Linked DNA regions of Mus musculus: all the other regions are linked to region 2. Evidence: chromatin contacts called from public promoter capture Hi-C data. All regions are on one chromosome and are shown on one strand. Each heading gives the region's core, a stretch centred on a gene start, on an enhancer-like site or on the middle of the called end of the contact. The rest is flanking DNA. Distances are from core to core; before and after follow the strand shown. Region 1 holds the start of Septin11 (septin 11). Region 2 holds the start of G3bp2 (GTPase activating protein (SH3 domain) binding protein 2). Region 3 holds the start of 2010109A12Rik (RIKEN cDNA 2010109A12 gene).

Evidence for each region. Promoter capture Hi-C pulls out the DNA fragments that hold promoters and counts their contacts.
Region 1: a contact with region 2 is called in a promoter capture Hi-C map of pre-B cells. The contact joins the promoter of Septin11 here to the promoter of G3bp2 in region 2. A contact is called at or near these places in 2 of 39 promoter capture datasets (cranial neural crest and pre-B cells).
Region 3: a contact with region 2 is called in a promoter capture Hi-C map of pre-B cells. The contact joins the promoter of 2010109A12Rik here to the promoter of G3bp2 in region 2. A contact is called at or near these places in 2 of 39 promoter capture datasets (neutrophils and pre-B cells), 1 of 484 Hi-C or Micro-C datasets (CD4 T cells) and 1 of 115 datasets of contacts at active chromatin or transcription factors (thymic regulatory T cells).

What each region holds. Positions count from the first base shown.
Region 1 is chr5:93,091,924-93,094,727 of GRCm38.p6, reverse strand. It overlaps Septin11 (septin 11), which reads right to left and starts at 1,312. Exons shown (of 10, transcript NM_001009818.2): 1 at 1,131-1,312. The coding sequence starts at 1,157.
Region 2 is chr5:92,082,342-92,085,068 of GRCm38.p6, reverse strand. It overlaps G3bp2 (GTPase activating protein (SH3 domain) binding protein 2), which reads left to right and starts at 1,325. Exons shown (of 11, transcript NM_001080795.2): 1 at 1,325-1,540. Gm46933 reads right to left here. Exons shown (of 2, transcript XM_017321256.1): 2 at 904-2,197. The coding sequence ends at 1,496.
Region 3 is chr5:93,205,249-93,207,968 of GRCm38.p6, reverse strand. 2010109A12Rik (RIKEN cDNA 2010109A12 gene) reads right to left here and starts at 1,451. Exons shown (of 3, transcript NM_029363.1): 1 at 1,246-1,451. The coding sequence starts at 1,289. Ccni (cyclin I) reads left to right here and starts at 1,474. Exons shown (of 7, transcript NM_017367.3): 1 at 1,474-2,055.

The DNA of each region.
Region 1 (2,804 bases), core at 63-2,562, 1.0 Mb before region 2:
CAAAGTTCGAAAGGGAAAATTTAAAAAAAAAAGATGGGGTACTAGCCAGGGAAGGACTCCCCCGGAGTCGCCCCCAGGGCAGACCAGGCAAAAGTGGGCAATGAACGTTGACAAAGAAAACCCGAGAGAAGAGGACTCCGCCTTTCCCACTGGGCTTGGCTCCTTTCAATAAAAAGGAAAGGCGGCCACTGCCGCCACCGCCCCTTCCCTCCTTTTCACCCTAGGCTAGAGAGCAGACCCTAAACTACATCCTCAAAGTCCTACTCGCTCTAGCTGGCTGCCGGAGTTGGAAACCCAGAGCCTACACTCCCAGAGGCACAGCCCGTGGCGCGTACCCCAGCCCAGAGCATCCCCTCTCTGACTTCGGGTGCTGGGACACTTCTCCAGGCACGCACCCTCCCTTCCTCTTCCCGGAGCCCCGTATTCACTACTGCCGCCCCCGGCCTGCCAGCCGCAGAGTATTTCAGGACTTCCACCCACCCCGAAAGGGAGCCCTTTGAAAACTTTGTGTGTGTGTGTGTGTGTGTGTGCCTAGGGCTTTGTCCACATCCTGGGCAGGGCCCGGGTCACCCGGGTGGGCGCCTGAGGGTGTCCGGAATTTCACAATGCACCCGGGGGGGGGGGGAGTAAACCACCACGGAAATCCCACCCCTTTGACCCGCTTCTACGGCCGTGTGACACAGCGCTTCAGCACCCAATTCTCATGCCCGGATCGCCCCCAGGGCGCGAGAGAACCGCGAGGAAACCCTCCTCAGTCAGCGCCTTCCTCCTCTGTCACCAGCTAAGCCTTGTGCGCCGTGAGAGAGAGGTAGCTGGGGAAAGCAGCAGCTCAAGCAATCTCTTCTAAGGGCGCCTCACAGAAGGGTCCTTTTCTTCCCACATCCCCGAAACAGGGGCGCGCCAAAGCGATCTAATGTTGCATCAGGTAGGCTCTGAGCCTGCGGGCTCCCCAAGCTCCCCTCCGCCCCAGACGCGCGCCCAAATTCATGCACACACCCACAGCCCCCAACAGCCACCACCCAGAGCCCCCCTCCTGATCCCCGCAAGTCTCCACCCGCACGCGCCCCGAAGCGGAGACCACCCGGCGCCCCGGGATCAGCACGCTAGAGAAGTGAGGCCCCAGTACTCACACTCGGTCTCCCCACCGCCACGGCCATCGCGACTGTGGCTCTGGCTGCTCTTTACCGACACTGGCTGCTGCTGGTGCTCCGGCTCCCGCTGGCCTCCCCCGCGCCTCCCTCGCGGCTGCGCCCTGCTCGCGCCCGGCTCCCGCGCGCCTCCAGCCGCATCTGCTCGCCCGCGCCGCCCCGCCCGCTTTATTCCAGCAACATGGCCTCCCGCCTGGACTCGACCATTAGCTGCCCCGGGACGGGGGTGCAGAGAGATCCCCAGCCCCAGCCGAGCAGACGAACGCAGCAGGTGAACCGTGATCCTGGTCAGCTGATAAGATGATACGCTTTGAAGTCAGCCACCTTCCTTCCTGTGGCTTTCTTCCGTCCCATTAAAGCGTCCTGTGCCGGGACACTGCCCGACACTCCCCCTGTTGCAACACGTGCTGGGGTCCGCGTAAAAGCCTAGGCGCGGAGGTCCCAACCCCGAGCTGCCACGCGCTGCGCGGAGCCGGCACCTGGGGCTGCTATGGGGTGGGGCAGGGAGGCTAGGGGACCGCAGGGTGCAGAGGTTGTACCTCTGGAAAATTGACCTGGTGACACGCCCCACCCGGAGGAGCCCTCTTAGAAGGTGCGGTGGGTAACTTACTAGGGCCGAGCGCGCCCCACGAGGAAAGAATTGCCGGTCTGCTGGGCCTTCCATCAGAAAGGAGACTAAACCAGCTGCTGGAAGCCGTCGCTGTGGTGTGCGGCCGGGCTGGGGACCGCTTTTCCAGAAAAAGAGGACCTAGTCGTGAACGACCCAACCACCGCTGCTGGGGACAGGGAAATTAATTAATTAATTAAAAAAACTTGAGTGCTCGCTGGAAAAATTAAGCCGTTTGTGAGCTTGCTCCAGAGCTTTTCCCACCGTGTCACACTGGAGAGGTTACTGGTGCGAAGAGGTCAGTGGACGTGATATTGGATCCCGGAGACAGACCGGATGACCCAGGGCCCGGAGGCGTGCAAGCTCAATCCTGGCTGCGGGGTGTGGTGCACAGCGAAGGCGAGAAGCGGGTGACAAGTGGGTGCGACTCACAGCACAGGGAACTGGGAGGGCTCCTCCACCACTAAGAAGGACTTCCCCCCACCCCCACCCCCAGCAGATGTTGGAATAATTACAGTGTCTGAGTGGCAGGCGAAATGGCGGGGTCCTTGTACATACATCTGACATAGGCTTAACAGGGAGAAGTGTAATGCGCTGTGGGTGTCCACGCATGGTAGACCCACGATCACGTGAGGATAGCTACTCACGTGAGTTGAGGAAAGTAGGTGACTTGAAGCGCAGGGGAAGAGGCAAGGGAAGGGCTGTATTTAGCCCACATGAACGCGCCCACGGGGCAGGGGCGTGGGGGGAGAACTAGGGCGGGCATCTGAGAGTCATACCTGAGACTTCAAACATCCAAGTTTCTGGGAACCCACTTTTGGCTACGGGATTCAGATGCTCTCTGTCCAGTCTTTGGCTGAGGGTAAGTGACTAGCACTGGTTCACCAGTAGCTGATCTGATGCTGGGCTGCTCTGGTAGGTGAGTGAGGAGCTAGAAGCTGCCTAGAGTGAATTCCACCCTTGGCGGTGGAACCTAGGGAAGAGTGTGTTGAAAGAGGAAGGCTCTGATGTAAAGCCAGATTCTGGCTCACTCAGACCTGAACAGCACT
Region 2 (2,727 bases), core at 76-2,575:
CTGGGATTAGAGGTATGTAGCCCCGAGCCTGGCTGAGATGAGTAATACGAGCGTGTCCTTAGGGTAAACCGTCTCGTAAGTCTCACTTTCCTCATCTGTAAAGTGTGCATTCAAATAGGTAATTACGTAAGTGGGTTTTTGTGAGACATAAGTGACTTTTATAAAATACCAGTAGCGTATCTGGTCTATAAACACTGTACTTAAAAGGTAATCTGCAGAAGTAATGCATTAAGAAAAACCATCTCAGAGTCATTTAATAAATGATGGTCTGCCTATATATTTTGCATATAAAAATTATTAAGCAATCCAAAATAATGCCAGTGTAGATTTTGGAGGCTCAAGTACCAATCAGCATTGCCTTTTGTGAACCTTTTTTTTTTCTTCTTCTAGGAAATCTCTACTGTGAGGGAAAACTGAGGATGTATTTAATCCTGCATTTTGCTTGATTAAAATGTGTTCTATTCCTCTCAATTGCCCTTCCGTTCCTTTCACCGTTTCATAGCTTCATTCCCAGTTTCTTCTGCTATCTTGAAATTGAAAACATTGCTATTAGTGGCAAAGTAACATTTGGTCTACAAAGGCTTTTTTTTCCCCATGAATCAAGGTTCATGAAGCAGTGTTGTTTCCATAACTAAGTCCCAGTGGCATAGATTTATAAGTGGCTTTTTTTTTCTTTTTTAAATTTTAAGCCTTTCAGCCTTTGTTCCAGTAAGTTCCATTTAAGGATGAAGCCACCAAGGCCATACAAAAGCCCCAAGCCCATACAGCCTATGTCATACTTTCCCCATACTCCATAGCTCGGCACCCTTATTTAAAACTAGCTGTTTGACATTGATGAGAAAGACTTTTAAACCTCCATTTCCTAAAACAGGCTAATTAAGCAATACAGGTGAGCTCACTGTGCAGAGTTCAAAACTGCATTTTAATGCTCCGATAACGCAGCAACCAGGACCATTACTAAATTTGCTCCCTCTTATCACGAATAAAGGCTCCAGGAATAACCGTTTGTAAAAGCCACTGGTTAGCGGCGAGCCATCTTTTTTGTTCGCGCCACCTGAGAGGACAGGGAGGCTTCAGCATCACTGCAAGAGAAAGGCAGCTTCCTTGTGACGTCAAATCAGCGGGCTCTCGCCCCGACTTTAGGCCGGTTCCGGTTCCCTGGCTTTCCGGACGCCCGAGCGAGCGAGCGAGCGAGCGCGGCGCCGTTCTGCGCGTGCTCCGCAGTGGGACGCGAGAAGGTTGGGTCTAGCTCTCCAAACTGATGCCTGATTGGCTGGCGCTGTGCTGGGGGGTTCCCTAGCCCTTTCCGCAGGGGTAAAACAATAAGAGGGGGCGGCGGCAAAGGGGGCGGGACGTCCGTGTTCTTGGAGCTCGTTGCAGCTCTAGGCTCTCGGGAAGAGGTGGCTGTGAGGGGCCCCGAGCTCGCGGCTCTCCGGATTCCGAAGCCTCGGGTTGCTTCGAGGGAGGAGAATCTGCTGCGGCCGATCCCGCGACACTACTGACCTCCGCGCGACGTGCCCGCCGCCGCTGTTGGTTGGAGGTGTGTACGGGGGCCGAGAGGGGCGGTCGGTGTGGTGGTCGGCAGGGGACATTTCCCTCCGCTCCGCGGCTCGCGGCAACCGTCCGGTGTGTGCGCTTGGTGTCGGGGTTGGTGCGGCGGAAACATTGTTCTCGCCGGCTGCCTACGCCAGCAAGAGTGCGTGCGTGCGTGCAGAGCCGAGCCTTTCCTGCAAGGTGAGCGGAAGGCTGCGTGGGGAGGAGGATGACCTGCGCGCGTGGTGCAGAGGAGGGCACAGGTGGGGCTGGGGATTGCTAGGATGAAGCAGCCCGGGGGTACCCTGTCCGCCGCCAGCTCCCAGAGCGCGCCAACGGGCGCCAAGCCGCGAAGCGGGGCAGTGGGCTCCTGCAGAGGCGGTTTCAGGGTAGGAAGCCCACCCGCCTGGTTCCTCCGCTCGCCGGCGGCCCTAGTTCCCGGTCGTCGCCCCGCCCGTGGGGGAGGGGAAGGAGGCCGTGTCGGCGGAGGCAGAAGCAACGCAGATGCGAAAGTAGCGGCCTCCGGGCACCATTTCTGTGCCCGGAAACTGAATCCGGGGTTGAAGGTGGCCGCCGCTCCACTTGCCGGGTGCTCGGCGTTTCCCCCCGCCCTCCCCGGATTATCCCGAACGTGTTCGGATACTGGGACTGTAACGTGCGTCTCCTACGTCCTTTTTCTGCAGACAATCTCTCCTGTTACCCAGGAATAAAAAGGACGTTTCAGTGCTTTGGGAATGGGCTTTTCTCCCCCTGCTATTCTTTGGGGTAGGACAAGGGGAGAAGAACGTAAGTTTCCCTAAATGGTGTGGATTTCGTTAGTGGAGTCTGATTGAGGTTTTCCTGCGTCTCTAAGGGCAGATTTATTTAGGTACCCCTGTGGTGCTTTGGGGGGGGGGGGGGGCTGTAGGGTCGTGTTCACAATTTCTACTCCCAAGATATAACTAGTTTTAAACCAAAGCACAAAAAACATTGAGGAGATGCCTTTTGCTTCTTAAAAACAAAACACGTGCAGCAAATCTGAATCAAGGAAAATTGCCCCCTTCTCTCCGGGTGTGATTGTTGTGCAGTTGATTAGCTTAAGGTTTCTGGTTTTTAGATTCTAGACACTATACCTCGCTTGTTCCAAGTACCTAGGCAGGGGAACCATTAGCTGCAGTTTAAAAGGATGCACTAATTCTAAGTGAGGATAGTAAT
Region 3 (2,720 bases), core at 202-2,701, 1.1 Mb before region 2:
TTCCTGAGCCCCGCTGTGCCCTATAGAATCCTCTCTGACCTCAGCTTTCTGCCCCTTGAGTCTCAGAGGCAATGTAAGCTTCAGTGCTTTCCATATGTTGCTTCCTGTGCCTATATTTTTCTTTGCCCAGTGGTTTCAAGACTCATCTTAAATGTCACTTCCTCAGAGAAACCTTTACTGAGAGCCCAGAGCAGGTTAAAGGCGTTTCCACACTGGTCTGAAATTTTCCATCTTAATCCTTCTGCTACTGACACTTGTTTATGAGGTCAGAAATCAAATACTGAGAGCCTTTCACATACAGAAATGCAGTATAAAACAAACTATACAAGATCCAGGCCATCCATGAGTTCATATGGGGAGGGGATGGCTATAGAGTAAAACAGTCTTTTGGGTAATTTCATACAGTGATCAATGGGTATCTCTGTGCCTGAGTTGCAAACTCCTTGAAGACAGGAGCCTTTTGTTTTCAAGCTAATTCCAGTTCTGTAAAAACCTGATCGGGTTTTTTTTTTGTTTTTGTTTTTGTTTTTTTCCAGTGATGTAAAATGAATGCTTGACTAGGTAAATGGTTAAGTTCCAGGTCTCCCCTTCTTCCCAAAGCTATCTGCATTCTTTTCATAAGTAGAACCATTGTAAGATTTGCAAAATTTACCAACTGGAGTAAAAAGTACTCAAGTAAATAAAACACATTTAGTTCACATTCGTTAAGGACCTAGTTAGTGATAAACAGGACCCTGAAATACTAGACATACTGGCTCATGACTAGAATTCCATTGGCGCACAGCCAAGCCGTCAGTAGTCTAATCCACTGTTTTTACAAGTAGCCTTAAGCACGCAGGATATGATCCCCTTAATTTTCTTAATTCTAAAGTGCTTCAGTCTCCCATCACCCACAGGATGGTTAAAAAGATGCATGTCCTTACTCACTAATAGGAACGGGACAACATAATTTTGCGTAAGGTCAACAAAGAATGTGATCTTTACACAAAAGATCTCCATCCACGTCTAATAAATTCGTTCAGGAGGGCTAAGGACAAGTTGGGCTGGGAAACACTGGGAGACTCTAGGTTGGGCGCAGGCGCTCACCCAGAAACCCTTCCCTGAGGCTAGGCTCCTTTCTTTCCAGAGGCGCATGCGCAGCACACTCTCCGGCCACTGCACGCCTCCTCGGCTAACAAGCCTCTTACGTCACCGAACAGGCGGCGGGGGTTCTTCCGCGCGCCCGAGGAAAAAGAGTCCGCGCACCTTTCCTTCTCTTTGTGCACACAAAATGCACTTTCCCTTTTCATCCCAGTCCCAGCGCCTTCCCCAGGTCGTCTCCGGAAGCTCGTCTTTGTTCAAACTCTCCTGTGCGTCCATAAGACACGGAAGTTCGTCTTTGTTCAAACTCTCCTATGCGTCCGTGGGACACCGGAGGTGGCCAGGAAGAGACGAGAACACTGGCGTTGTTTACAGACACGCGCGGCCGAAATCAGTCCGCGAGGGCGGGGCTAGGCGGCCGGCGCTTTTTCGTACGCTCCTCCCTCCCCAGCCTTCCCCCGCGAGCGGACGCGCCAGCGCCTCTGTCTCGCTTTTTCTTATTTTCTCCCCCTTTCCCCTTCCTTTTCTTTTCTTTTTTCCCCTTCCCCCCTTCCACCATTTCCCCTCGGAGGCGTTTCCCTCGGGCAGGGGCAGAGCCGGCCTCACCCCGCGCCTCTCCCCGGCCCCCGCCGCCCTATGGCGAGAGGGCGCCCCCTCCTCACCCGGGCACCAGCGGCGGCGGTCGGAGGAGCGGGACCGGCGGCGGCGGCCTCGGGCCCAGGGTCATCATGGAACTAGTTCGCTGAGTGACCCCTCGGCCGCAGCCGTGCGTCCCGCCCGAGTACCCGCGCCCGCCGGCCCGGTTTGCCCTCTTCTCCCTCCTCAGACGGCCCGGCCCTGGTCCCGCGCGCCCCGCTGCCGCGCGCCGAGGATCATGAGGTGGTAACGGGCCCCCGGATGACCCCGCGTCACCACTGTGAGGCCTACAGCTCTGCCGGGGAGGAGGAGGAGGAGGAAGAGGAGGAGAAGAAGAAGGTGAGGGCGGGGGCGCGGCGCGGTCGCCGTGCGCGCCGCTGGAGTGGGAGCTCGCGGGGGCGCGCGCCGCTCCCCCGAGGACCGGTCCCCTCGGCGAACCTTTCCTGGGCACCTCGGGGACCCCCTCGCCGTCTCTGGCAGCGCTGCGTGGGTTTCCTTTGAGCCCGGCCTTTTTTTCTTTTTTTTTTTTTTTTTTGGTCCCCAAGTAACTTGTAGCCACAGCCCGTCACCGACTGGGGTGCCAGTTCCAGGCTCCGCGAGCCAGTGCTAATAAAGAAGGTGACACACCCCCACCCACAGAAGCCACCGATCCCTCGTGACCACCGAACATAATTTACCGGGCAGAGTATTGTGAATGTCAAGCCAATAGTTATCTTCCTCTGCCCTACCCCCCCCCCCCCCCGCCACCCACACACCGCGCGCGGGAGTGTAACGTCGTCTAGGGCTTGGGCCGGTGGAGGAAACTAGAGAGGTGAGGGAACTGAGTTGCATCATAAAGGACAGAAAAATGCCGAATTTTGCAAGAGCTAAATGCTCTCTGCAGAGTTAGCCTGCTCCACCGCAGGTCATTTAGGCAGAAGTTGAACATTGTGTAGTAAATTCGTGGAAAGTGTGAGGTAAATAGATCAACGAGGTAAATGGATCAACTGAAGGTCTTAGAATAG